Regions from separate parts of the Mus musculus genome. Here all the other regions are linked to region 2. Evidence: chromatin contacts called from public HiChIP or PLAC-seq and promoter capture Hi-C data. All regions are on one chromosome and are shown on one strand. The core of a region is the stretch at or near the end of the contact, and the rest is flanking DNA. Distances in the headings are between cores, read along the strand shown. Region 1 holds the start of Arhgap23 (Rho GTPase activating protein 23). Region 2 holds the start of Pcgf2 (polycomb group ring finger 2). Region 3 overlaps Plxdc1 (plexin domain containing 1). Region 4 overlaps Srcin1 (SRC kinase signaling inhibitor 1). Region 5 holds the start of B230217C12Rik (RIKEN cDNA B230217C12 gene). Region 6 has its middle 31 kb from the start of Fbxo47.

Region 1 (4,314 bases), core at 526-3,025, 250 kb after region 2:
GCCCAGCTGGCTCAAGGCATCCTGGGAGGTGGAGCAGGGCCATGGGTGGTGGGTAGTCACATCCTCCAACCGGTCCTGGGAGGCACTGCGGGCCCGGGGTGGCATGGCTGGGCACCGTCTCTCCCCCGCTCTGCGGGGTATCTGATTGGACAGCCAGTGTGACAGAGCCTGCTGGCACTCCAGTCTGCTGGGAAGCACCCGGCTGCCAGGCTCTGGGAAGGCACGGGGTGTCCGGGACTCTGAAGGGAGGTGGGGAAAGGCACCAGGGCTTGGGCGGGGCTGGCTCATCCCCAAGGAAGAGTTGTCCAGGTGGGCACGGGTGGCAGATGGGACACGGGACCCTGGGTCACTCCAGGCAGCAGGACTCCGGGGATCTGGGGGTAGTGCTGAGATGGGCTCAGGCACCATAGTAGCCCAGGCAGGGGCCCTGGTTGGTGGAGCATAGGTCTTCCGTGGGTAGCAGAGTGGAGGTGGTTCTGGGATGCTGCGGGCCTCTCCAGAATACGGCTCGTTGCCCTTTAGGTAGGCATCCTGGGAGTAGGCCTGGCCGGAAACACAGAGGCATAAAAGCATGAGCAGACCGGACTCAGATGACAGGCATCAGCCCTAGGGTACCCAGGTTCTCACAAGGAAATGCAAGGGAGCTGATTAAGTAGGGGCATCCTGAATGGATGAGGGTGTGCTCCAAGGAGAGTCCTGAGGGAGGACAAAGAGATAAGATTCATTCTCTCTCTCTCTCTCTCTCTCTCTCTCAAAATAGCCAGATTTCTGTAAGACTTTTAAAACAAGGACAGCCTTTAGCCACAAACATTCCAACATCTGTTTGCTAGGGCCCTCCCCCATCCTGCCCTCCTCCACCCTGCCCTCCCCTGCCTACAGTTCCTTTATGTCCAATGATGCCCACAGCTCCTGGCTGCAGTTCAGTGGGGGCAATGGGCAGAAATCTGTCAAGGTGGTTAGAGGACCTTAGAAAGCTGGCTACGGAGTGGGTGTGTCCAAGGAGGGGTGGTCTGAGGGTAGGCGGAGGCTGGAAGAGGCCAAGGTCCCTTCACTATAGGGTGATGTGAGCTGGGGCCCAGGGCCTGTACTCTGTGGTGAAGAACATGACCACTTCTTGCCCCCCCAGAGACCAGTTTAAAGGAGGGGCTGGACAAGCTAAGGGGCCTTGGGCCACCTCCTGCCACCCCAGGCCTGGAATTTGGCACTGGCTGCTGAAGCTGACGCTGCATTGCTGAGGAGTGACAGGGCTGGTGCCCAGGCTCAGCCAAAAAAGGAGGCACCCCACCCCCGGACAGCAGCCTTGTGGCTCTTGCCGAGCCTAGTGCTGGCTGAGCTGAGGGGGCCTGTTTCAGCAAAGGGTGAAGGGTGAGCCCAGACACACACACATACTACATCACATCACAGAGAAACGGCAAGATACACACCCCGAAAGACACTGCACACACAATGAGACACACAAAAAACTACCCCTCCAGTCCCAAACACAAACATCATGTGACAAGGACCAGCTAACCACACCCCCGCACCCTCGGCCCCTCCAGCCTGGCATCCTGGGCCAGCGACACATACCTCCTCCTCCTGCCATCCTGCTGGCTCCTGGAGCTCCCAGCATCACAGTGGCGGAGACAGCATTCCGCCAGCCTGTGACTGCTGCCCAGCTACCTCTCACTAGGGCCCCTGCACAGCTGATTTAAGTCCCTTAGTCCCCTTAGCCAGCCCTCCCTGAAGCTTCCCCTCTCCCCCACCCGGCTCTCTTCGGCTGCCTGGCGGTAGGAGGAGGGAGGATGGGTGTGGAGGGGACTTGCCGCGTCGGTGGTGGCGTCAGCAGCTGCCGCCACCCGATTGGCCTCCAGCCTTGGCTCCCAACCACAGGAATGCCTGGGCCCCACCCTCTGGCTGACTGGAGATGGCGGGTCGTGGGAGCTCCCAGATGTTGACATCTGGGGATGCCAGCCTACTTGGGTCTAGGTCTGGCAGAGTTCAAGGCTGCTGCCCTTGCTGCCCCTTGCCCCTGACAGCTGGACTGAGGCAGGGTGCCATGCCCTGTTCCTCTCTCATAACTGGAGCACAGGCAGCTCTTTAAGACTCTGGGTGAGCCGTGCACCTCTCTGAGCCTCCATTCTTTCCCTCTCAACTCCAGGAAGTGCAAGGGGACAACTGAGGTCAGGAATGGAGGTTCCCCGGGGAGGCATCATGCCAAGTGTGGCCCTGTCATTACAGTGACACAGCCAAAGCCAGCACAGCAGCTCCGAGCCTCTGGGCTTGGCCCTTAGCCATCCTCTGAGGGGCAGTGACCGAAGAGGCAAGCAAGCTGGCATCTGAGTTGGAGCCAAGAGACCAAGAACAGGGCACTAGGCAAGGGGGACTGTTTCAGGCTCCAGACACAAGGCTCTGGGCTTGCTTCACACAACACATGTGGGGCAGGCCTTTGGGTAGCACCCTCCCAAAGGGTTTTATGTTCTCGGTGTGCTGAGACACTGGTTGTGACAAGTTCAGACTTTGTATCTCACGTGGATGAATTTGGGATTCTATGATATCACTAAGCATAGATGCCTGAAAGGGGCTGTGGCATGCGGTGACATTTGTGGGCAGCATTGCGATAACACACCAGTGTATGCTTATGTCACAACAGCACAGAATCCAGATGTGTACAGAGTTTGTGCTACAAGACAGAGGTGCAAGTGAGGCTGCTGTGAGGTCCCACTGTGTGCTACCTGGGTACTGCGGTACACTGGCACAGAGACAGGGAGAGGCTCTGTGAGTCCTGCCCGGCAATGCTGTGTCTTCTATGGAGCTGAGTTGTACAGGGCTATGCAGGATTGAGCGTCCTGATATGTACCAAGTGGTACCTCTGGCCGTGGGATGTGTTGAAGGGTGGTGTTTGGAGTTCGAATCTATGGACACACCTCTAGAGCCATGTTCCCTCAGGCCAAGTGAGGAGGGGGTACAGGGAACAGGCATCTCTCACAGGAGCAAACAAGAACATGCCAAGCTGGCAGGGCCCGCTGGGCCACCCTCTTTTCAGATACCCTGGCAGGAATCCTGCTTACCAAGGCCAGCACCTCCTCTCTCTCTCCTCCTCTCTCTCTCTAGCACAGAGCAGGCTCAAGTGAAGCAAGAAGCAGCCCCGGCCCAGGGATGGGCCTGGAAGCACCAGTTGAGCAATGCTGGGCTGTTTCCTTCTCTTTTCTCCCACAGGGGCCCTCCATGCAGACAGAAGGACTCACCAGCTGGAGGATGTCCTCGTCCTTGGGCATGATAGAGAGCTCCAGGGTGTCGTCACTGCAGAGACAGGGAGAGGGTCAAGCAGAGGCAACAGGACAGTGTCTGGGGAGAGGGATCCGGTTGCAGGGCCCAGGTTGGGGGGAAAGGAGTCTGGGTGCCTGCGTGCTACCTTGGCCAGACACTCACCTGTTCTGGATCAGACCTATGACCTGGGAGTAGGTCTTCCCAATGATGCTCTCCCCATTCACCTTCACCAGCCGGTCTCCTAGGGACAAGGGATCACATGTGAGAATCCAAAGCAGGAGCGCAGTGTACCCATGTACTAAGCATGAATGGAAGTAAACGAAGAGGAATCTCACCAGCATCTAGGTTCATGAATCCCAACCCAATTAAAATCGATGTGAGTCCCAGAGGAGTGTTACATCAGGTCACAGACAAGCTCACCTGTGCGAAGCCCCGCCCTGTGGGCGGGGCCACCATCCTTCACATTCTTCACAAAGATGGTGTCCATGGGCTCCAGGCGGTGCCGTGGGGAGGGTCCTGGTGGGCATCAGCCAGGTTAGCTGGGGGTGGTTGCTGAAGGTCACACCCATGCACAGCTACACACACAGAGGACACACACTCAGAGGATGATCACACAGTCACAAGCATGCAATGACCCACACATCCACAGGACCTATGCCCACAGTCAGACAAGGGCCCACACCAGAAGGATACATAGAGAGCTGTCCAAACCCATGAGCTGAGTCTCTGTCCTCTGCTAGAAGCCAGACTACACAGCATGTGTGGACAGACACAGCCTCTGCCCTTCCAGAGTTCTTGGTCAAGCAGACTTCGTACATAAGTCACAAGACAACGGAAAGGGTGCCATGCAAGAGGACCCTACAGGGCTGACGACACCTGGATGTGAGTCTGAACTGAATCCCTGAAACCCACATAAAGATGGAAGGAGAAAGCTAACTCTGCCAAGTCGTCCTCTGATCTCTACACTCTGCATGGCACATGCACACTCTGGCATTAGCCTAAGCGCATGCATGTGCGTGTACACACACACACACACACACACTAATAAAGTTTAAAAGGAGGTCT
Region 2 (4,474 bases), core at 809-3,308:
TAAGCTACAGACTTGGTGGAAAATAAGCGCTCTTCATGTTCGCTGAGCACACTGGAGAAGGTGGGCAGGAGGAAGATGTGCAAGGGACTCTTTCCATCCGTTCTCTAGACATTTGGCTCAAAGGAAGTCTCTTGTGGACTCCCTCTTCTATGTTTGCAGATCACCTGGCGCTTCAAACATGGAGAAGGGACTTTTCCAGCTTATTGCCCTCGCTGGCCCTGCTCGGTGTCAAAGCCCAGCTTACCTACTGTGCCTAAAACAGTACTTGCCGTTGGCACAGAGAACTTTCGATGTTGGGACAGTTAAGTCAGCGGCTCTCCCGATGAACCACAGGGATTAGCAATATCCCAGCATAGATGATTTATTGGAGTCTTAGTGGGTGGTGGGTCTTCAGTGTGTCCCTACTCTCCAGCGGTTTCCTTGGAACTGGACCTTAATAATTGAGGAGCAAATGGATACCCACCCCAATAAACAAAAGGTAGCCAGGCAGTACCCTTCACGTTGAGCAATTGTGTTTGCTCTAGCAGAGTTCAAGATGCTGGGACACATGGGCCGTGATGACAGTGGGCGTGTCTAACTCGAGACCCCTTTCCACAGTAGCCTGTGAGCTCGTGGTACCCGATGTAGGGATTGGGAAGCAAGTGACCGATCCTCCCGGGGCCTCTTCCGCTCCCACTTGGACCACCCGATCTAAGCGGAAATCTCTTGCCTTTCCTTTACACCGTCATTCGGCTCTGCAGGCTGAGAGCTGAGGCTGGTGGGGTCACTGGGCGGACAGACTTCACAGGGCTCCTGATAAGCGGTCCAGTGTATAAAAGCACTCACTTCGGGACTGCTTTAGGCTTGGAACAAGGAGAGGAGGCAGGCTCGACAAAGATTCGTTCCTTACTCGAGCCAACCCACCAGGCGCTTAAAGGCTTTTCAGGCCGGATAATCGAGCTCTTTGGAGGGACAGTCACAGTGGCCACCCCCCAATAAATCATAAGTAACGAATCAGCGAAATCGAGCGACCTATTGAGGTCCACGGTTCTTGTGGTAACGCAGAATCGATTCGCTTCCTTGGCGCCGTCTCTTCTAGCTCTCCTTCCTACTCTGCCCGGGGCCCGGAGCCGCTGGGGACCGGAGAGCGAGCGCTGGGTGGAGCCGAGGGCGACAGTCGGAGTGGGCTGGCACCAGCCACCTTCGCGCTCGCCGGCCCCTCCGCGGCCGCGAGGGAGGCGCACCGGCGGCGAAAAGGCGCGCGTCCTCTCTCGACTCCTCGCTTCCTATTGCGTCGGGGCCTCTCGAATTCGGCTAGTTATTGTGTCTCTGGCTCGGCGCCCGAGTTCGTGTCTCGGGCTGCTCTCCCCGCCCCGGACTGCGTTCCATTCTTCTCCGCCCGAGCACGCTGAGCGCGCCAGCCTCGGCCACAGCCAAGCCCCGAGGCCACCGTGCGTTTCCCGCGAGGTGCGAGGACCCCGAATCGGTGTGGGGAGGCGGTGAGGTCACGCTCGGGGGGGGATCACACACGCACTTAGGAATCCCAAGGGATTCAGCTGGAGTGAGCGAACCTCACTCGGACGCGTGGCCAGCGGCGCCGCGTCCCCCGCCCAAGCGCCCTTTGGTAGCGGCGACGCACCGGGTGCCGCGAGACACATTTCCGCCCAGTCTGCATCTCACCATTTTCCAAGCTCCCCAGCTAGGGTAGGGATCGCAGAGTCGGTGGAAGTGGGGAGAACACACTTATTTTAGGAGGAGGTGGTGGTTTCATGACTGAAGGTAACACAATAGGACCTTTCCTCCGGGTTCAAGGGATCTGCTTGGATAAGAGGTGGTCTCCTCTTGGTTTGGGGGAAGCCCAGCGCAAGGCGGTGGGGAGCAGCTGAGCTAGCCTCTCCCCCTCCTCTTTCCCTCTCTGCAAACATCCTGAAGGAATGAGGTCACGTGGGTGAGTAGTGGGCGGGACCTACTCTTGTCTGGAGGAAAAAAGCCATTTTGCCCCCCCCCACGGCCCCTCCCCTCCCCTCTGGTCCCCTCCCCTCCCCAAGCTGCTCTTACAAACTCCTTTCTTATCATAGGTTTCTCCCCTCCCGCCGACCGAGCGAGCGACAGGGCTGTGGTCCCCCTCCCCTCCCTTCCCTCCCTCCCTCCCATCCCCCCCTCCCCGAGACCCACCGGACCCCGAAGCCAGGTAAGCGGACGCCGACTCGCGCTTGCCTCCTTGCTACCTCGTAAGCGTCTAGGGCTGGCGACCGGGACCCGTTCACCTTTCCCCGCAGACCCCAATGGGAGCCGGGAGCCCCGGCCTGGCCTGCCGCCCGCGTCCCTTCCCGCCCCGCCAGCCGCTGTCCAAGCTCGCCCGGTCCGCCTTTCTTTCTCTCGTTCCCGGTCTCTCTCTCTTTTTTTTTCCTTTCCTCCCTTCCAAGATGGCCGAAGTGGATTCCCCCTCTTAACGATTTGGAGTCTCCCTCGACCACCTCCTCTTTGTGCAGCAGCCCCCTGCTAAGACCCTGCTTGCGAGGTATCGAGGGGGAGGGTCCGGGCGGCCACGAGGGCTTTGGGGACATACGCTAGGGTGGGTCTCGCCCCCCCCTCCGCCCCCGACCCGAGGATCTCCACAAGCTGGAGCAGACTGTGGCTCGGCCCCTTCGAGTCGGGCAAGGGTCGCCTCCCGAGTGGGCAGTGAGCGTGGTAGACGCGCGAGGACTTGAGGCCCGGAGGAAGGGGACTTGGCTTTCTGGTGGCCGAGGGAGGGCGCCCTAACTCCTGGGGTCGGGATCTTGGGCACCTCCCCCAGAGGTCCCTTTCGTCCCGGTGCGAGGCGCCCCGCCCCCTCCCTGAACCACCTCGGCTGAGCTTTTCCCTACCTCCCTCCCGGGGCCCCACCAAACTTTGGCTCTAGGGAGGGAAGGAGTGGCCACTCGGTCACTGGGGGTGCCTGATCCTTTGACCTAGGCTTCGCGGGGAAGCAAGGGTGGAGGGGAAAGAACGGGAGTGAGGAGAGATTTAGCATGCTCTGTCTTTTCATGAGTGGCCAAGGGGTCTGATGAGCTGGCCCTTCTGCCACAGGAGGCGAAAAGGGAAGCGGCTACTCTTTTCTCCTTGAGCTCTGCCGCTGCTAGCTCTGAAACCCGGGGAACCCTGAGCCTGCAGACGCCCCGCGCCCTTCCTGACTCCCAGGGGCGTCTAGGCAAGCCCCCTACTCTTCCATCCCTCACTTCCCGGGTCTATCCAAAATTGCTGTGGTTGCTTGATCGAGAAGGGTGTGTGTATGTGTAAATTTAAATATGTTTAAGTATGTACAGGTGTTACCTAGAGCTGTCCCTGCGTCTTTGTCTCTCGTAGCCCCCGGCCGAGCTCCCGCCATCCCCCATGTTGCCTCAGTCTCTTTTGGTCTTCCTCTCGCTGAGGGAGGGGCTTCTCTTAGCTGGCTCTCACAGTCTTGGGCCTCCCTCTCTGGACTTCTTGCAGTTGTGCTGTTCCCGAAACTCATGACAACCCCACCCCCACCCCCAACATACACACATCCCTGCTCCAAGGTGTTATTACTGTAATCGGAGGAGCATAAAGCCAGCTCTGTTGTAGCATTTTGGTGGAGAGGTTTTCCCAGGGGTTCCCCTGGTTTGAGGTTGGGGCTTGCACACTTAGAACTGTGTTTGGAATAAGGCAGGAAACAGCCTCCAGGATCCAGTCCGGCTGTCGCGTCGCCTGATCCTGTTCAAGTTGAAGGCTTGGGAGGTGAGCAGGGGAGGGGGAAAGGAACTCCCTGAGTGGTTGATGGAGCTGTTGCCATGGGAATGGAGAGAGGCTGAAGTGGAAGAGGTTACATGTTATACAGGTCAGATGCCTACTGTAGCGCCCCCCTACCCCCACCCCGGACCCTATAGCGGAGTGGTGGTGGGGCGCTGACCTGTCTTTGTTGCTGGAAGACTTAAATTATAATTTGCCCTGAGAGGACTAGAGGTTCGCAGAAGGTTAATGTCTGTGGCTCCAGTTTCAGGCAGGGATGTGATGGGGTGGGTGGAAATGACTTCTGCATCTGTGGAGTAGGAGCCTGGCTCCAGCCTTGCTGTGTATGTGGTGGTGTGTGTCTGGCCAAGTGTCTGTCTGGCCTGTGTGCATGACCAGGCTTATCTGGCTCTGGGTGCTGGGGATGTAAGAGATGAAGGGGGTGTGTCTGGCTCCGGATGTGAGCATCTTACTGAGCTGCTGTCTGTAAATTCTTTATTACTGTTTTATTTATTCATTTATTTATTTATTTCTGTTTTCAGGAACTGAGTGGTAGGTCGAGGCTTCTATCTTTTTTCCATGCTAAGGGCTGTACCACTGCCAAAGGTTAGGAAAAGATAAGAGGGGCTGGTGAGATGGCTCAACGGGTAAGAGCACCCGACTGCTCTTCCGAAGGTCCTGAGTTCAAATCCCAGCAACCACATGGTGGCTCACAACCATCTATAAGGAGATCTGACTCGCTCTTCTAGAGTGTCTGAAGACAGCT
Region 3 (4,755 bases), core at 2,250-4,749, 240 kb before region 2:
ACAGTATACTCATATACATAAAATAAATCTTAGAAAAAAAACCAACCAAAAACCAAGACTAGAGTCTGGAAGCAGGGCTGCCAGGGCAGTAGTGAGCCCTCCTAGGAGGGCATCTCTAAGTCCAGAGTCTGGGAGCAGGGCAGGGACCTCTGCAGCAAACCTCAAGGCTGGACATTCTGACTCGAGGCTCAGTCCCCGATTCAAACCCAGACCTGCTACTCTCAGCTGCACAACCTGCCAAGCCTCAGTTTCCCCTATGACATGGGGTAAGAAAAGCTCCTACCCATGGTTTCCACGTGTTCTAAACTCCCAGGGTGCACGAATGGCCTACAGTGGTTATTTTTTTCTTGCTGGTGGGACAAAATATCTGTAAAGGCAGTTTAAGATGGATGGGTATACTTGGCTCATGGTTTGAGGGCACAGTCCATCTTGGTGGCTAAACTGGCGTGGTGAGAGCATTTCACATGGGGTCAGCAGACAAGAAGCCTGGCTCCCAACCCCTGGGCTTCCACTCAGCAATGGACCCACGCACACTCAAGCTGGGACTTCCACTCTTGGTTATATCTCTCTGGGTGGGTTCTTACAGACACCCTTGGAGGTGTTTTTTCTAGGTGATTCAGAATTCAGTCAAGTAGATGATGAAGAGCAACCATCCCAGGGACCAATAGCCAGGAGGCGGAGGGGGAGAGCAAGAATCGGGAAGGAGGAATTGCCTCCAATAATCCCAGCACTCGGAAGGCAGAGGCAGGAGGATGTCTGGGAGTTTGAGGTCAGACTGGTCTACATGGCTAGCTCCAGGACAGTCAGGGCTACACAGAGAGGCCCTGTTTCAGAGCATAACAATGACAAAAGGGAGAAGAGAGGCAATAATGACCTTTAGGGTCCTCAAAGTCAGAGGCACTGCGGTTCAGGAAGCACCCTGAATTCAGAAGCCCCTGGAAGCAGTGACGGGATGCTGACATAGACCACCTCCTCTCTTGCAGCCTGCCTCCAGCATCAGAGTTGCGACACCTGCGTGTCCTCGAATCTAACCTTCAACTGCAGCTGGTGCCATGTCCTGCAGAGGTTTGTGTCTAGGTTATACACCAAGTTCGGAGAATAGACCACGGGGGCGAGGGTAAGGATTGGCATGGGGGTAGCCAGAGTCCACTGACAGCCTCAGGCCTCACTGCCCACTCTCTGCAAGCATCAGGATCTCTCTGTTGAGTGTCAGTGTAGCTCTTAGGACAAGAATGTCACAAATAAATTTTACTCAAGGCTTGTACCTGATCAAGGTTGGTGTTAGCAGAGTAAGACCTGGGGTGGCCAGGCTTCTGGAGTTCCCAGAGGATATAGATCTTTCTTGCTCCTGGAAAGCTAACTCATTCTGAGCCAGGACTTCAGGAAGAGTCGGTCAGAGCTGTGGTCAGACCAGAGTCACTGGCCTCTTCAGTCGAGATTTACAGAGAGATCCCAGGCCTGCATCTTAACATGGTAACCTATTTATAAGCAACTGACAGGCCATATCACAAAAAGCCCATCATTGCTGGGTGAGCTCCCAAAAGTAGCCCAAGATCTTTTCTGGGCTGGACCAGGGTTTCCTGAAAACCAGGGGCATGGGCACTACAGGTATCCATGGTTACCCAGGCAGCTACAAAGCTTTGTTTGCTTGCTTTTGGAGGCTCCGGATATTCTGGATGAGATTCAGTTTTGTGGTTAAAGTTCTTAAACCCAACTTATCCTTGTTCTGAAATCATCTCCTTATAGATTAGACTCACAATTAAACCTCTGTTCTTCTAGCCAAGATAAATAAATGGTGGGAAAGTCTCTTTTGAGGATGATGGCTCTCCTGAGAGTGTGAAGCCCCACGAATTCCAAGAGCCTTTAAGGCCATCCTGAAAATGTCAGAACTGCAGGCTCCAGGTCTCTGTGCAGCTGTTGCACAGCTGTCAGCATCTCAACTGCTTCCTTCCAACATCCCAGAGCAGAAATAGAAGCTCTTGATCCTACAGCCTGCTGGCCTGGCACACTGGAGGCAAACCACCCATCAGGGAGCAGTGGGCATGGGATGCACAGGGGCTCAGCCTCCCTACTGTTCTTCCTTCCAGCTGTGCCCAGGATCTTTTTCTTGGGACCTCAGTTCCTTTACCCCATGAAAAGGCCAGCATTTGTGACTCGGGGAGGTGTGGGTGTGGCAGACACTGTTATGGCAGCTTCTGCAGTGCCAGGTAGCATTTTACCAAACACAACCAGGGCCCCTAAGAGGAAAGGCACAGAGCCCCAGAAGAAGTAGCTGGCCTAGCCCCTTAGCTGTCTTCCAGTTACTGCCTGTAGAGTGTGAGAACCACCTGCAAGGCTTGGTAAAAAGGCCAGCTGGGCTGGGTGTGGTGGTGTAGGCTTTTAATCCTAGCATGTAGGAGACAGAGGTAGGCCGATAGCTATGATATTTAAAGTCATCCTGATTTACATTGTGAGTTCCGGGACAGCCAAGGCTTCGTAGTGAGACCCTGTCTCAAAGAAACAAAACAAAGCAAGCCAGGTCAGGGCTGGAGAGGTGAGTCAGCTGTTACTAACACTGGCTGCTCTTTCAGAGGGACACTGTTCAAATCTCAGCCCTCATAGTAGCTAACCAGCTGCAATTCCAGCTCCAAGGATCTATCGCCCTCTTCTGACCTCTGCAGGCACTGCATGCTCATGGTACACAGATAATACATGCAGGCAAAACACCCAGATATGTTAAAAAAAATTTTTTTTAAGATAAATCTTAAAAAACAAAACAAAACAAAACAAAAAAACATCTGGTCTTAGTGGCACATGCCTATAATTCCAGCACTTGAGAGGAAGGTCATCTTTAGTTGTGTAGTGACTCTGAGACCAGCAGACAACAAAATGTGATCCTGAGAGACAAAGATCCCAAAAGCATCATTTTGGAGTGCTTCATCTCATACATTTTTCTTTCTTTCTTCATCTCATACATTTTCTTCCTTCCCTCTTTCCTTCCTTTCTTTACTTTCTCTTTCTCTCTATTTCTTCCTTTTTAAGATTTTATTTATTTTATGTATATGAGTACACTGTTGCTGTCTTCAGACACATCAGAAAAAAAGGCATCGGACCCCATTACATATGGTTGTGAGCCACCAAGTCACAACTGGGAATTGAACTCAGGACCTCTAGAAGAGCAGTCAGTGCTCTTAACCACTGAGCCATCTCTCCAGCCCCATTTTTTTTTAAAAAAGGTTTATTTATATTTTATATGTAGAGTTTATGTGTACTTTCATGCAGTGCCTAAGGAAGCCAGGGGATGTCGTTGGATCACTTGTAACTAGAGTGACAGGTGGTTGTGAGCTACCATGTGGGTACTGGGAATTGAACCCATATCCTTTGCAAGATCAGCCAGTACCCCTATCTCATGCATTTTTAAAGCTGAGGCATGTTTTCTGAGCCTTAGGGTGATGCCTGAGGTGACCTCACATGGTCCCTGGGATCCTGGGGCTCCTGCCAGGTATGACTCAGCATCCAACCCATGCTGAGTCATAGGGAAAAAAAATTAAAGACGGCTCCTGCAGACAAAGCAGTCTCTCCCTTCACCACCAACCCCAGTTAGTGGCCACACCCAACTTAGAGACAAGGCAGTGTAATGAGACCCGGAGTTCCCTGGTGTAAAGATGCTGGCCAGGTGGGGGAGTTTGGGGGCTCTGCTGGTGGGTTGTACCTCTGTTAAAGCAGAGATGCTCTATCAGAGGGTACAAGGGAGCAGAAACTACTCATTTCAGGCCGACACCCACAGCACCGTGGGCTCACTCCAGCCCCTGCTTCCCCCAGCCAGCTCTCTAAGAGCCTCAGCTCCAAATGAGAGTTAATCCTAGGTTCCTGAAAAGCCAGAGGCATACCTGTGAGTCTCTTCTCCCTCTCTTCCATTCCCCCACTCAGGGCCTCCCTTCCCTGCTGTGAGAAGAACAATCTCACTGACCATGCAGGTACCTTGTTTGTATTCTACAATTGTCCCGTTGATTCACAGAGGAGTCCAAGGGTGGCTTCAGCCCTGCAGTTGCTTAGTACTTCTCACCTCACCGTAACATCATGAGGGTCCCTGGGAATGGGTCTGGTGCGGTGGCTGACATTCAAGAGGCACTCAGTAAGGCCCGTTCTCACTCCCTTCTCTGAGACAGTGTTGGCTAGCTCGAGGCTTAACATGTGGTGCGGTTGAACCCAAACTGAAAACTTGGGGTTGTGGTGGGTTTTGGTTTTTTGGTTTTTGATTTGTTTATGCATATGAATGTTTTGCCTGAATGTAAGTCTGTGCACCGTGTACATGCCTGGAACCCTTGGAGGCCAGAAGAGGACACTGGATCCCCTGGAACTGGAGTTACAGAAAGTTGTGATTTTCCATGTAGTTGCTGGGGACAGAACCTTGGTCAACTTGCTGTATACACCAGGAGGGCCTTGAACTGATTCTTGGCCATACACTGCTGCAACCGCTATGGAGACTCAGACTATTCTGTTTGTTTGTTTTTCAAGACAGGGTTTCTCTGTGTAGCCTTGGCTGTCCTGGAACTCACTCTGTAGCCCAGGCTGGCCTCAAACTCAGATCCACCTTCCTCTGTCTCCAGAGCGCTGGAATTAAAGGCGTGCGCCACCACTGCCAGACCCAACCCAGTCTTAGAGGAATCCGCCAACATCACCAAAGAAGCCTGAGTTCCAGTCTCCAAAGTCCTCTTTGTCCTCCATCCCCTAAATAGTGGGCTAGGATATCATGAAAGCAGGAGTGACTGACCC
Region 4 (4,514 bases), core at 963-3,462, 190 kb after region 2:
TTGTTCTGGTTTTTTTATTGTTTTTTTAAAATCAAGGCTGTTTATTCATTTATCACACTGATAGCTAAACTCTAGGTGAGTCCCTGGTCACAGCTACAGACTTCGAGGCTGCCTGACTTGTGTGTCATCATTCCCCAGTGGTGACACCTGCTTAAAATGCACAGTCCCACCCCAAAAGTAGAGATGACTCTGGAAGGACTCCCTGGAATGTGACACATGCCACAGAATGTACCCTGGAGATGACACAGGTGGTTCTTAAGCCATACCTTGGAGGCCATGGCCCAAAGAACAAACCTGGGGGACAAATATAAAAGAAGTAAGGAGAGTGTTGTGCACGCGTGAGCACAGGGCATTCTGACTGGGAGGCAAACCTGGAGCACGGCTTGTGCCTCAGAGAATGGTCTCCAGCTACCTTAGGGGCACTTGGGACTGGGATGGGGGAGGGGCATGAACAGGGAGGGCCACAGTGGGGATCCCTGAACTGGGAGGGATGCTGGTGGTGGCAGGTGGCTACTCCCAGTTCCCAGATGGGGCTAGCTCATTCCAGCTTAGACCAGGGGCCTTCTGGTGAGGACTGGTCTCCCACAGAGGTCAGAGGCAGGACTTTTACTGCTGGGCTGAGCTACTGACCCCATCTGCCCTGGCTTTAGATGCATCCCTGTTGCTACTAACCATACACTTCTTCTCCCTCCCTCACCCCCCCTCCCACCCCCTGTCCCCTCTGCCTGTCCTGGGCTGGGTCTCTCTGGTGTCTCTTCTGTCTTCTGTCTTTCCTCTCTCAGTAACCATGGACTGAACCCCCCCTCCCCACTCTGCTTTCCAGGCCTTTGATCCAACCCCATGGCTCCCCTCAACCTTCTTTGTGCCCTGACGACACACTTCCCCACCCTGTCCCCCCCAGTTCAGAGGAGCACTCTCTCCAGCTGCCCCGCCCCCTCTGGTTCTCGCTTTTGCAGTTAATTGTCTCTTGGACTTGTGGAGTTTCCCCATTTTTCAACACTTCAGCCAGGAGCCAGCATGAAGGCTCTCCTTTGCTCTCTCTGACCCCTGACCCCTGTTTTTGTTCCAGGCCACTAAACCATCTAAAGAGGTGAGCGGTCCGAATGAGACCTCAAGCCCCGGCTCAGAAAAGCCCTCTGGTTCCAGAACCTCCATCCCTGTATTGACTTCCTTTGGGGCAAGGAATTCTTCCATCTCCTTCTAGAAGCCCCTCATGCCACCACCCCAGCCCGCCCCTCCCATACTCCCGCCATCCGTCCCTCCTTCCTTTCATGCCCGCTCTACCCTGCCCACTCTCACGCCTGAAAGGTTGCAGGGGGCATGGCCCTTTGCCCTCTCATCTCCTCTTGGTGTTTTTGGTTTTTTAAGCGATTTCCTTTAATTATCTTTCTTTTCCTTTTTTTCTTTTTTAAAGAGCAAATGAGAAAGCTAAAAACCAAACACACCAACTTCCCCTGACTTCCGGTTCCCTAGCGGCCTCTGCTCCGCCCACTTCCTGTCATCTTCTTCCCCTCTGCTCTTTCACCCTCCTCCCCTCCCCTCCCCCCAAGTCCATCCAAAGTTCCCACCTCCTCTAACTTCCCAAGAACACTTGGAACAAACTCTGAGCCACGGAGACTTGGAGCGGAGCGAGGCCCCCCTCCCGTTACTGGGTTCCTTCCTGGAGGAACAGATGGACAAGGACTGACCCAGCATCAGGCTGGACAATGGACAAGGGAGACCCTGGCCTTGGAGACGCCCACTGTCTGTCCAGCCTTCGAAGAGACAGAACTCTGCTGCTGGCCTGTGGTTTTTCTTTCAAACCAGGGTGGGCCTGGAAGCAGGCCTAGCTGGAGGGGATCCCCAGAGAAGAGGCCAAGGCTGGGTGTGAGGAGGGAAAGGGGGGACACTAGGTGCCAGGGGAGAAGCCGGCTCGCTGCTGCTCAGTGTCCGGCTGGTGCTAGCAACAGATGGAAGGAGGTCTCCAGGACACCTGTTATGGAAGGTGCTTCTGGGGACAGCCTGCCCCTGGGGATCTGCCTTGGGAGAGGGCAGTTCTGAGAGGGGCATCTGGTACTTTTAGTTCCCTAATTTAGCACTTTAAATGCCATTAACTTATTTTATGGGGGTGGGGTGGGGAAGATGGAAGGGCCTAGAAACATGTTTGGAGGGTGGGAAGGGTCTGGTTTGAGGGATACAGGGAGACGGGACGGGTGGGTGCAGTAAAGTCTCTGACCCCTAGAGGGCGCAACTTGACCTTCAGCCAGCCTCTATGATTTGAGGGTTTTCAGGGAAGGCATGAGATGCGACGACTTGCCGGTGGGGATCTGGTGACCACTTGTCAGGTGTTTGAGGGTCCCCAAGGCAGAAGAGCCAGTTAGTACTCCAGTCTGGATACCTTGCAGGGGTCCTGCACAGGACAGACTGGCTTTGAATGGGTCCAGGAGTCTAAGGGAGAGGCTGACTTGGTTCTGGCCTGGCCCCCAGCCGCTACAGTGGGGCCAGAGCAAGAAGGAAGAAGATCGGGAAGGTGGAGGGGCTTCCCTTTGGAGCACAAAGCATGTAAGCACAGAGGTGTGGTCTTGGGACCAGTCCCACAGTAGCACAGAGAGGAGCCATTGAAGGGACAGAACCCCAGGACCCTGGCGCCCAGCAGGGGAAAGCCAAGCGGCAGCTGTTGAGGGTTTGGGTTGGGAGGGAAAACTGGGTTGTGTTTCCTTTCTTTGATTTTGTTTATTTTTATTTCTATTTTTGTTTTGTTAGTTTGCTCTTGTTTTCTAGCTTTGGGTCATTTTTGTACTAAGGCAAGCAAGCCTTTTTGAAAAATAACAAAAGAAGAAGAAAAAAATCCCTCCCAGAAAAAAAAACAAAAACAAAAAACAAAACAAAAAACAAAAAAACCTAAAAAAAATAGAAAAAAAAAAAGGACCTCACAATGATGCAATTACTTTTAATTGCAAGCAACTCTTTACATTTAAGTGAAGTGTCTTAACATTTTATATTGTTTTAAAAATATATTTACATATTATATATATATAATATACGTAATATAAATATATATAAATATTTAAAAAAGAAAAAAAAAAAAAGAAAACCACAGCACACTCTCCCTGGCCACTGTCTGGCAGGGGAGGGGCTGGGGACAGGCGTGTGGCCTGGTTTCTGTAGTCCCTGTGGAGCAGTTTGGTTTGATTTGGCTGTACAGAGACCCCTGGCTTGGGAGGGGAGGGGGAGGGGCCCCTCCACTCCATTTCTCTTTGCTTGCTACTCTTTGCTTGCCCCCACACCCGCTCAGCCCTGAGACCTGAGTGTGCGCCCCTCCGTCATTGTCCTGAGTTGAGTGTCCTTTGTGGAGAGACAGGGAGGTGGAAGAAGTGACTATTCATGCAGGGGCTGCCCCACGAGCTCAGGCAAGGCCCCCGTGGGCTTTGCGTAGTTCTAGTTCTTCAATTTGGTTACTGCGCGAGTGTGTCCTGGAAGGAATTTGTATGGGATTGTGTGCAGCCTCTGTGTGTGTGTGCACACGCTGGCACAAGCCTACATAACTTGTGTGTGCACATGCATGGGTTGTGTGTGCATAGGCAAAACGTGATATTGTATGTGTGAAGCCTTGTACATGTATGTGAATGTGACCTGCCTGGTATCAACATGATTGTGTGAGGAGAGCCTTGGGAGTAAGGACGTGTGTGATGTGTGTGGACACGCCTGGCTGTTCACGTGAGGACCACATAGGGATGGGTTTAGATAACGTCAGCTGTGGGTATGGTTGTATGCAGGTGCAGGCAGGCGTGTGAGAGGGTCTCTGTGTGTGAGAGTACTCGTGTGCATGTGTGTGTTCCATCATCCCTGCACCACTCGCCCGGCACCCCTCCCAAGCTCCCCACCCCACCTGTCTTCTCAAAGCCCACAGCACGTCAATCCCCGCCCCCACCCCCAGCTGCATGCGCCTCGCCGCTATCCATCAGTGTGTGCTTGACAAGAGAAACTGCCACATCGGGGGACCCTGTACCTGGTCCCCTCACCCCTGCCCGCTGTGCTGTGATACTCGCATGGGGGGTTCTCTCTGGCCCCTTCCACAATATACTCTTTTCCCCAGGGGCCTCGGGCAAAGGCTCTGAGTGAGGTCCCAAGTGGGGCCCCCCAAGGCCAGCCCGGCTCCACACCCACCCGTCCACCCTGTAGGGCCTGTGTTGGTGTAGAAGTGATGGCGTCTGTGGATATTGTGACCTCTGTCAGTGTAAATTGACGATTTCTAAATGGAAAGGGTTGCTGTGTTTTCTGTCTCCTTTTTAATGTCCTTTCTCTCTTCCCCACCTCCCCGCTCTCTTCCCGTCCCTTTTGGTTTTTCTAGCCGAGTGTTGGGGCTTTAATAAAACTTGTTTCTTTTTTCTCTCCTGGATCTTCTTCCTGTGGGCTGTGCCTCGTTATTTCACTGGGGCATGGAAGGAAGTGGGGTGAAGAGCAGAGGGGTGGGGACTCTGAAGCCAGCATGCCCTGAGTTAGAGGGCATGGCACAGAGAAGGGACAGACAGGGC
Region 5 (4,355 bases), core at 1,490-3,989, 140 kb before region 2:
CTTCTCTGGATTGTATCTTTTTAGTTGTTTGTTTGTTTGGGTTTTGGTTTGTTTTTTTTTTTTTCCAGACACAGTGTCTCTGAGTAGCCCTGGATGTTCTCAAATTCACTTTATAGTCCAGGCTGGCCTGGAACTCACAGAGATCTGCTTGCCTCTGTCTCATGAGTGCTGGGCCTAAAGACCACTGCCCGGCTATCACCATTAATTTCAGATGTAAGGGTCTTGGGCTGGGGCTGGTAGAGTACTTGGCTAGCACGGGGGAGGCCCTGGGTTCAATCCCGAGCACTGTAGAGATAAAGAATGGGAAGAGGTGAGCTCTATCCCTGCTGCTGTTGGCAGTCCTCCTGCCTCAGCTCTAGAACTACAGGGTAACCACAAGGTTTGTCCAGGAAGGAATTTAAGATGCAAACTTGTAGCATAAATTATACAATCTCAATTTTTGCCTCTCTCTTTATTTATTTATTTTATATATACAGGTGTATGTCTGTACGCCACTTGTGTGTATAGTACATGCAAAACCCAGAAAATATCAAAATTTCTGGAACTGGAGTTACAGATGACTGTGAGCCACTATCTAGGTGCTGGGAACCAAAACGGGGTCCCTTGCAAAAGCAACAAGTGTTGTTAACAGCTGAGTCATCTCTCCAGCCCCTCTCTAGAAGATAGGATCTCATGTAGTCAAGGCCGGCCTTGAACTCCTGACCCTTCTGTCTCTACTCCCAAGTGCTAGCATTACAGGCGTGTGCTACAGTACTCAGCTCGTTCCTTCTTGAAACAGCAATTGAACAAAATATTATTACAAGAAATTATTCATTCATTCTTTTTTTCTTGTTTATTTTAACCTAAAAAAGAAAATCAATGCAGAGCAATTATGGTAGAGTCTTTAAGGGAATAATAGATAACACGGATTTGGGGTCAGATCCATGCTGTATCCTAAAACACAGTTTGTTTGTGTGTTTGTTTGTTTGTTTGTTTGAACCCTAATTGGACAAGGAAATAACAGCTTTGTTATTTTAAAGATAAAGGAACGTTTAAAATTTTTTTTAAAGTTTTCAAACCCTTCCATTTAGGGTAAAGTTTTTCTCCTAAATTAATATAGCCATTTTGTTTCAATGCTTTATAGGTAAGCACAAAGAATAAGGACTTTACAACCATGCGCCTCTAGTCAACTAAGGAGCTGGGAACAAATGAGAAAAGGAGGGAAGAAATGATAAACCTTAAAGAATGCAAATAACGGGAATTTTGAGGGTGGGGGATGGGTTGTAAGTCAAGGGAAACCACGCAACCTCAGGCTGTACAAACTGTAAATTACTGATCAGTGTTTGCCCTTGAGGTTACAAGGGAACGCCTGCTTGTGAAGCAGAAAGCAAAGAATATTTTAGCATCGTGTGCAGTTGCATTTAGACCTAAGGAAAGGCTGTCCATATGAATGTTTGGGCAGTCTCCACTCTGACTTCACTGTTCCAATCTTCCATATTCTGAATAGTCCCTGTCTACAGCTCAATCGCATGCAGCAGCTGCCAGTGGCTGGCATTCTTGGACTAACTCCTGATGTCCCCAGGAGTGCCCCTGCCTCACAGAATGCCTTCGTGCCAAGGGTCAGCCACATCCGGATACACTGGAAGAGATCAGTTGGGCCTCAGGATTGCTGCTGGTGGTGAGAGGCCTCTTGCTGGACCCGACACAGGAGCTGTGGGAAACCCAAAAACAATGGTCAGCTGCAAACTGCAGCAGGGGTACCCCTACTGGTCAGGAACTAGCAGGAGTTCTGAGAATCCTCCCCATTCCTCTACACAACTGGGGAAAGTGGGCATCTCCCTCACCCCTTACCCCAAGTAGGTTTCATTTGCTATTTTTTCTCAAGTGGGAGTTAATCACTAGTGAACTAATGAATGCAGTTATGGCGCAGCAGTGAATTAATGAATACAATTATGCCAGCAGATTTGAAAACTGCCTTGTCCACACATAAGGATGTACTGTAGTCATTGTCAGGAGAGAATGGACAACTTGGTTTTGCATCTACCTGGAAGGAAATTAGGAAATAATAGTCTGTCCCCCTCCACCCCCCAGCACACTCCCTCCCATCCTACCTAAAACCTAGTGCATTTTATTTATATTTATTTATTTACTTATTTGTAGTGATGTTTATTTTTAAGAAATAACATTTTAAATCAATTCCCAAAGAAAGCTGGCCTTTCTTATTCTTTTCACATTGATCCAAGAAATGCTACGTCAATGTGTATGACAAATAGATACAAAAACAAGCTTTCTTTTCATTTTTTTTTTTTAATCAATACCCGAATAATGACCAGAAGCAAAACTCCACCGGTGCGTCAGCAAGCAGGATGCTCGGCCCTTCAGCTCCATCCTTCCCCTCGCAGCCCCTGCAGCGCCAGGCCACTAGAGAAGGTAAATTATGTAGGACAGAACCACCAGGCCTATGATGGCAAAGAACATGAGGATGAAAATATCCAGCATGGCTCAGTACAAGCAGAGGAGTCCCCTCGATTCCGGGGAAGTGGGAGCTGCAAGCGTGGAGGTCGGTCAGCGCGGAGAAATGGCTCCTCTTCCCTCCCGCTTCCTGTTCCCTCCCCCTCCCGGGGACCTGAAGCTAAGGGATGCTGCAACCCCATCAGCAACTTACTCTCCACCTCCACCATCACGGCCAGCCAATCACAAAGTCCACGGTGGGTAACCAGGGAACAGCTACTTTTAGACCAGGCAAAACCGGAGAGGTTTAATTTCTTCCCAGGAAGCCAGCCCCGCCCCTTTGTGTGGAAAAAAAAAAACAAAACAAAAAAACCGCTATCTCTATTTAGATACAGTTTCTGCACTGAGTGGGCTGCTCCGGAAGGTGTGAGCGGAGGATCTCTACAGACTCCTTAGGAATGGATTTTTCTGCCTTCCTTTTTCCTTCTCCCTCTCACACATCTCTGGTAATCTATCTCAGAAGACAAATTGTTGCCAGTTTTGTGGGCCATTACCTAGTTCAGAGAACATAGAGGAAGGTCTCATGTGAGTCTCAGGAGGCGAGGGGTGGGGGTAGGGCGACCCTGGGCATGGATCTGAGTTTTCTCACTGTGCTGGGGGTCATTTCAACCAGTCTGAAGTCTTTTAAAGCCTGAGCTCAAGGGTGGTCAGGAGCTTGCGTGATAAATTTAACAACTTGTCAATAGGGGGCAGGAGTCAAAGCGAGCCTCTCACATTCCACCAGACGCTGGCTTGCCTTGTTGGTCTGGGAGATCCTCAGAGCCCAAGCTCATTTGTGTCACATGAGGTCTCTCCTTCCCTTCTGTGGTGCCAGTTTCCCCCGTTTGTTTTCTCTGGATCTTCTGAATTTACCTCGTGTCGTCATCAGAGAAAACAGCAAAAAACCCACTCACACCCGCTCCTAGTGTCTAGAGATGCAAATCCAAGCATGGTTTTGTTGTTTCTTTTTGTATTATTATTAATTATTGTTGTTGTTTTATTTTGTCTTGAGGGAGTCTCAGTTAGCCCAGGCTGGCCCTTGACTGGATTCTCCTGACTCTACCTCTCAGCCTCTGAGCACTGCCATTACAGCTGGCTTTCATGTGGTTTCTTCTGAGGGACCGAATCTTACAAAAACTCAATGATAGGGCTCAAGGGGTAATGGTGTTGTACACCAAACCTGAGGACCTGAGTTCAATCCCTGGGGCCCACAGTGGAAAGACAAGGACTCCTTTCTGTTAGTTGTCCTGTGATGTCCACACATGCCCTTTGGTGTACACACACATACATAAACAATCACATTAAAAAAAAAAAACCCACACCCACTGCGATGTATTTTGATTCTTTCTGCTTTGTGTTGTGTACCAACTGTTTATTAAAAAGGAAAGGATTTCTATAGGTCAGTTTCTAAGGTCTGGCATTCTTAGACTCTCCCCAAATATTTTCTTTGAAGGGTCTAGACCTTGAGATCTTAATAACCCCCTTTCTTTTTTCTTTTCTTTTTTTTTTTTTTTTTTTTTTTTTTTTTTTTTGGTTTTTTGAGACAGGGTTTCCCTGCAGCCCTGGAACTCACTTTGTAGACCAGGCTGGCCTCAAACTCAGAAATCCACCTGCCTCTGCCTCCCGAGTGCTGGGATTAAAGTCGTGCACCACTGCGCCCGGCCAGTAACACCCTTTCTAACAGGAACTTAGTCCACTCTCAAGAGGGGAGCCCTCCTGAGCAGGCGAGTCCAGCAGACAAGGCCACACTGGGTCACAGGCTTTTGGGCTGCTCTTGGGAAACTCGAACGCTGCTAGGTCCTTCCCCTGCCTGGAGCACTCCCCACACTCAGCTCACTCAGATTACACTTAGCCCTTGCCTCTCCCTGCTGTTCCGGAGGGAGTCC
Region 6 (4,344 bases), core at 198-2,697, 220 kb before region 2:
GTCATGGTGGGACACGTTGGCGTGCAGGCAGACATGGTGCTGGAGAAAGAGCTGAGAGTTCTACATCTTGATCCACAGGCATCAGAAGGAAACTGTGTGCCACACTGGGTATAGCTTGGGCATAGGAGACCCCAAAACCCACTTCCATAATATCACACTTCCTCCAACACAGCCACACCTACTCCAACAAGGCCACACCTCCTAGTAGTACCACTCCTGTGAGTCTATGGGGACCATTCCTGTCTAACCACCGCATGAGGAAAAAGAAGACCACCTTACCAGAGGTGAGAGAAGCCTCGCGCCAACTGAGAAGTTAGAACCCTAGCATTTGTTGTAAAAGCTGCTGATGGGGTTCATATTCCCTTTATAGAGAGATATTTAGCATTAAAGCAACAATCTGGATTCTGAATACATATGGCCTTAGGTAAGGCATTATTGCTTGCTTTAGACATCGCCTGAGAGTCTACAACATAAATGAATAGACAGTTGTCTCAAATTGTGAATTGGGGTTAATGACGGGCGGAAAGTACTCGGAGGAAAGGTTCTAACAGCTTATTATTCATAAACAGCAATAAACAAATAAATGGCAATATGGGACAGCAAGCGTGCGTGCGCGCGCGCGCACACACACACACACACACACACACACACACACACACACCACACCTCACACTCACACTTCACTAATATTCTGGTCTGGCCAGCTATAGCCTGACTCGAGGGCGGCTCTCAGATAAGGCTCACGACTCTTTCCTGCTGCTGTTCGGATCCACTGGAGCTGGCCGAGTCGGTGCTGACTTTTGTCTTGTCCGGGCAGCGGGCGTCCACGTGGATCAACACAATGTATCTCAGTTGGGCCCCGGGAGTTGAGCAAGTTGCTATACCTGACCAGGTTTGTTTTTTGTTTTTTTTTTTTTAACTAAATCCAGCCAATTACAACTAGGGCGTTTCACACATTTCTTCATGAGTTATCCTTATCATCCTCACAAGCGCGCTCTCGCACACACGCACATACTCACACACTCTATGGCTTAGTTTCCATAGTTATCTAGGGCCGTGGGCTCAGTGAGTGCAGCAGCCACGGTGGGCTCAAATCAGTGATGGCAGCAGACAGCTTCTCAGCTCTGGGGGAAAAATGCCTTCTGGGGCTATGTGTTCCTCACAACTGTTAACTCTGGAGACGGCAGAGCCCGCTCAGTGATACAGTGGGAGTCTTCTCTTCTCCTTTCTCAACACGTCAACCCTCTGTCTGTCAAAGGTTTTATGGACTTCTTCTTCCATAGAAGCTCAACTTTCTAGACAGGAAGTGGATTCTGCCACAGCCTCAAGAGTTTTGAGGTTCCACTGTTGGGCAACCCCATGGGGCTAGGCTCTGGCCCTCTCACCATTGGGTGACCCCATGCCACTAGGCTCTGGCTTTCCAGGAATAGTCTTCTCTCATCATTGGGTCACAGGGCTTACAGACTGGAACGTACCATTTTCCAGCCTACAGAGGGGCTCTCTTATCCAACCCCCCAACCTTGTGGCTTTGTACAAGGGAGACTGAAGCCTGATGAAGAGAATTGCCTGGGACCCCAGAGCATGTGGGAAAGCCCCGACTGTGACATCAGAGTGGGGTGGTGGGAGAGCAAGCACTTGCCTCTGAAGCTACAGGGCCTGACTCCATTCCCAGGAACTCGGTATCTCCCTCTTACTTTTTATATCAGTTTACTGGAGATGATGGGTCCCAGCCTCACCAGGCTTCTGGGAGGGTCGAACACCCACTCAGTGTCTGGAACACATGCACCCCCTTGATGTTTGTTTTTTTTTAATTGTTAATGGCTTAGTACACTCATCCATTGGCCCAGGGTGGAAAAGAGATTTTTTTTTTTTTTTTGGTGTTTTCTGCTATGTCTCCCAAAAGGAGGAGTTCTGCTTGGCCGGCTGTCTACATCTTTCAGACACCACCTGCTAATCCAGGGTGAATGTGAAGAGCCTTTGTGGGCAGCTTGGCGGGAATCTGACATTGGCCAAGGACAAGGAAATGGGCTTCAGGAAGGAATCTGACATGAGACTGTGACAAGGAAGTAAGTTCAGGCAGGAGTCTTAATCTTAGGGTAGAACAAAAGAAGTAGGCTTCAGGCAAGAATCCAGTTTTGAGCTTGGACATGGAAGTGGGCTCTGGTATTTTGGTCATTCTGAAGTCCTTGGAAACTGCAGAGGGAGTAACCATGGGACTTTGCTTACTGCCTTGCTAATTCCTTATTGTACTGCTCGCCCTTAAAACTTGCCTGTAATTACAATGGTATAAAAAGCAGATTGGGAAAAATTAAACCGAGGGGCGGTGGTGGTGCACACCTTTAATCCCAGCACTCGGGAGGCAGAGGCAGGCGAATTTCTAGGTTCAAGGCCAGCCTGGTCTACAGAGTGAGTTCCAGGACAGCCAGGGCTATACAGAGAAACCCTGTATCGAAAAACCAAATAAACAAACAAACAAACTTGCCTTCAGCTGGGCAGTGGTGGCAAATGCCTTTGATCCCAGCACTTGGGAGGCAGAGGCAGGCGGATTTCTGGGTTTAAGGCCAGCCTGGTCTACAGAGTGAGTTACAGGACAGCCAAGGCTATACAGAGAAACCCTGTCTTGAAAAAAAAAACAAAAATCAAAAAACAAAAAACAAACAAAACTTGCCTTCAGTCTCAGAACTGGCTGGGGTCATGTTACAATGTTGTCTTTTTTCTTTTTAATTTTCACTCCTGCCCCGGAAAACCTGTTGACTGATTAAGCAGGATTGGTCCTGTAAGGAGAGACACCTCCATCCCCCACGGGACAACTATCACTGTTCTGAGGACAGAGGCATTTGAACACTAACTCCCCACAAGTTCCTGCCATCCTATATGTGTCCTCAAAACATATCTTTAGCACAATGACTTGTGATTGTGAAGGCTGAAACAGGAGAATCCTGAGTTTGAGGCTAACCTGGGCTACACAGGGACAAGAGTGAGCTTCTATATCTGAAAAAAAAATCTCTGTTTCTATATCTGGAGATCTCCAGAGATCTCTGTCACTGCCTCATTCTCTCTCTCTCTCTCTCTCCTCTCTCTCTCATTCTCTCTCTCTCTCTCTCTCTCACACACACACACACACACACACACACACACACACACACACACACACACACACACACATTCTTTGTGGGAAGAAAGAAAGAAAGAGAGCAGGCAGCGTTCCCAGGATGTCAAGGCACTGAGCTGATTTTTCTCTTTCAATCACATTAACCATTACCAGTTCCTTTTAGAGACAGATTAGTCTGGGGTGTGCCTCCGTGGTAGAGGCTGCCCTAGCATTTGAGGCTCTAGGTCTGAGCATCAGTAAATAAACAAAACAAACCTTAGCCCAACACAGTAGCTAAGTGACACTGGGCTTGTGACAGGTCTTCACTGGATAAGGTAAATGAGGGTAGGCCCAACATCTCTTCTCCTTGTCAGAGCGGCTCCGCCACCCCCCCCACCCCACCCCCACCCCCACCCCCACGGATTTGATAATGAGAAGAAACCGGCTGGAAAGCCTTCAGGCTCTTTCAAGGTCACAGAAGGAGACACAGCAATCTCGGGTGATGCTTTCTTACACGGGTGGGTTTGGAGGGGCTCGGCCTGAGAGAGGGCAGGGTAAGGCGTGAGACCTGGCTGCAGGCTCCTCTTATCCTTAGGTGAATGCAGAAACCAAACTTGGGGCGGTCCCCTGCCAGTTTTTGGTCCTCAGCATCCACATGCATAACTCATAGGCAGTGTGCTTCAGAGTGAGGGCGCACAAAACCAAGAAAGACCAAGAACACAGCAATGGACAAACCGCTTCTCAGACCGAGGGCACTGCGGCGGACAAACCCCTTCTCAGACCCTGCTTTCCATCCAGGTTCCAGTTTCTGGAGAAAATCGACTGCTGTGAAATAGACACAGAGGAGGGGGGAATGGAGGGGATTCTTGTCCTGCCACTAAGATCAGGCACCCAAAGTCTACCATGCACATCTCCGCCGGGCCCTCGATGTCCTTCCCCCTCCCGCTCGCCTCTGACAACTAAAGGAAGACCTGTCCCATGGTGTCATCTATCTACTGTCTTCATTTTCCCGGCTGTTTGGATTTGACAAGTGGCAATTATAAGAACCTAGGTGCAGGTGGGTCTCACCATCCACTTGTCTCCCACACTCTCTTCGGAGCTCATCAGTCTGGCAAAGGCAGCGCCCCACTTCTGCCCCCACCCCCTTCTTTCCCCCACGCTTAATCAAAGGATTCCTCTGTAGAGCTTTATACCTCTCAAAACACTTCCACACACTCAAGTCTTAAAGACAGGGAGCGTGGGAGCGCCCAGGT

What was found. HiChIP or PLAC-seq counts read pairs in DNA pulled down with a chosen protein or histone mark. Capture Hi-C pulls out chosen DNA fragments and counts their contacts.
Region 1: an H3K4me3 HiChIP or PLAC-seq map of embryonic limb bud shows a contact between it and region 2, with 3 times the contacts expected there. The contact joins the promoter of Arhgap23 here to the promoter of Pcgf2 in region 2. A contact is called at or near these places in 9 of 39 promoter capture datasets (the 3T3-L1 cell line, cranial neural crest, embryonic stem cells and 5 more), 1 of 484 Hi-C or Micro-C datasets (the G1E-ER4 cell line), 9 of 115 datasets of contacts at active chromatin or transcription factors (bone marrow-derived macrophages, embryonic basal ganglia, embryonic forebrain and 5 more) and 1 of 9 other capture datasets (liver).
Region 3: an HNF4G HiChIP or PLAC-seq map of pancreatic cancer cells shows a contact between it and region 2. The contact joins the enhancer-like site here to the promoter of Pcgf2 in region 2. A contact is called at or near these places in 1 of 39 promoter capture datasets (cranial neural crest), 4 of 115 datasets of contacts at active chromatin or transcription factors (the SCID.adh cell line, effector CD8 T cells, embryonic stem cells and 1 more) and 1 of 9 other capture datasets (pancreatic islet).
Region 4: a contact with region 2 is called in an H3K4me3 HiChIP or PLAC-seq map of embryonic stem cells, with 20 read pairs. The contact joins the enhancer-like site here to the promoter of Pcgf2 in region 2. A contact is called at or near these places in 11 of 39 promoter capture datasets (the 3T3-L1 cell line, the C10 cell line, embryonic stem cells and 7 more), 20 of 484 Hi-C or Micro-C datasets (B cells, CD8 T cells, the G1E-ER4 cell line and 11 more), 24 of 115 datasets of contacts at active chromatin or transcription factors (the 230-238 cell line, the HPC-7 cell line, the SCID.adh cell line and 13 more) and 5 of 9 other capture datasets (adipose tissue, embryonic stem cells, liver and 2 more).
Region 5: a contact with region 2 is called in a promoter capture Hi-C map of adipose tissue. The contact joins the promoter of B230217C12Rik here to the promoter of Pcgf2 in region 2. A contact is called at or near these places in 4 of 39 promoter capture datasets (embryonic stem cells, hippocampal neurons, liver and 1 more), 6 of 484 Hi-C or Micro-C datasets (the N1E-115 cell line, Th1 cells, cerebellum and 3 more), 2 of 115 datasets of contacts at active chromatin or transcription factors (both in embryonic stem cells) and 3 of 9 other capture datasets (adipose tissue, liver and pancreatic islet).
Region 6: a contact with region 2 is called in an H3K4me3 HiChIP or PLAC-seq map of embryonic stem cells, with 14 read pairs. The contact joins the enhancer-like site here to the promoter of Pcgf2 in region 2. A contact is called at or near these places in 5 of 39 promoter capture datasets (hippocampal neurons, liver, neutrophils and 1 more), 1 of 115 datasets of contacts at active chromatin or transcription factors (embryonic stem cells) and 1 of 9 other capture datasets (pancreatic islet).

What each region holds. Positions count from the first base shown.
Region 1 is chr11:97,447,621-97,451,934 of GRCm38.p6, reverse strand. It overlaps Arhgap23 (Rho GTPase activating protein 23), which reads right to left and starts at 1,775. Exons shown (of 19, transcript NM_021493.2): 1 at 1,570-1,775; 2 at 1-543. The coding sequence starts at 408.
Region 2 is chr11:97,697,232-97,701,705 of GRCm38.p6, reverse strand. Pcgf2 (polycomb group ring finger 2) reads left to right here and starts at 2,058. Exons shown (of 10, transcript NM_001163308.1): 1 at 2,058-2,170.
Region 3 is chr11:97,934,840-97,939,594 of GRCm38.p6, reverse strand. It overlaps Plxdc1 (plexin domain containing 1), which reads left to right. Exons shown (of 14, transcript NM_028199.3): 9 at 984-1,065. Among named protein-coding and RNA genes, the nearest start is that of Plxdc1, 49 kb to the left of the region's middle. Within about 2 kb of position 3,499, at least 43 of the 459 cell types and tissues checked have an H3K27ac peak or open chromatin away from gene starts, as enhancers often do. A contact at or near this core is called in pancreatic cancer cells, where this site is marked.
Region 4 is chr11:97,509,204-97,513,717 of GRCm38.p6, reverse strand. It overlaps Srcin1 (SRC kinase signaling inhibitor 1), which reads left to right. Exons shown (of 20, transcript NM_018873.2): 20 at 1,070-4,378. The coding sequence ends at 1,204. Among named protein-coding and RNA genes, the nearest start is that of 4933428G20Rik, 11 kb to the right of the region's middle. Within about 2 kb of position 2,212, at least 81 of the 459 cell types and tissues checked have an H3K27ac peak or open chromatin away from gene starts, as enhancers often do. A contact at or near this core is called in B cells, CD8 T cells, the G1E-ER4 cell line and 8 more, where this site is marked.
Region 5 is chr11:97,839,519-97,843,873 of GRCm38.p6, reverse strand. It overlaps B230217C12Rik (RIKEN cDNA B230217C12 gene), which reads right to left and starts at 2,739. Exons shown (of 3, transcript NR_169086.1): 1 at 2,645-2,739; 2 at 2,298-2,400; 3 at 437-1,690.
Region 6 is chr11:97,913,329-97,917,672 of GRCm38.p6, reverse strand. No RefSeq gene overlaps it. Among named protein-coding and RNA genes, the nearest start is that of Fbxo47, 31 kb to the right of the region's middle. Within about 2 kb of position 1,447, at least 11 of the 459 cell types and tissues checked have an H3K27ac peak or open chromatin away from gene starts, as enhancers often do. A contact at or near this core is called in embryonic stem cells, where this site is marked.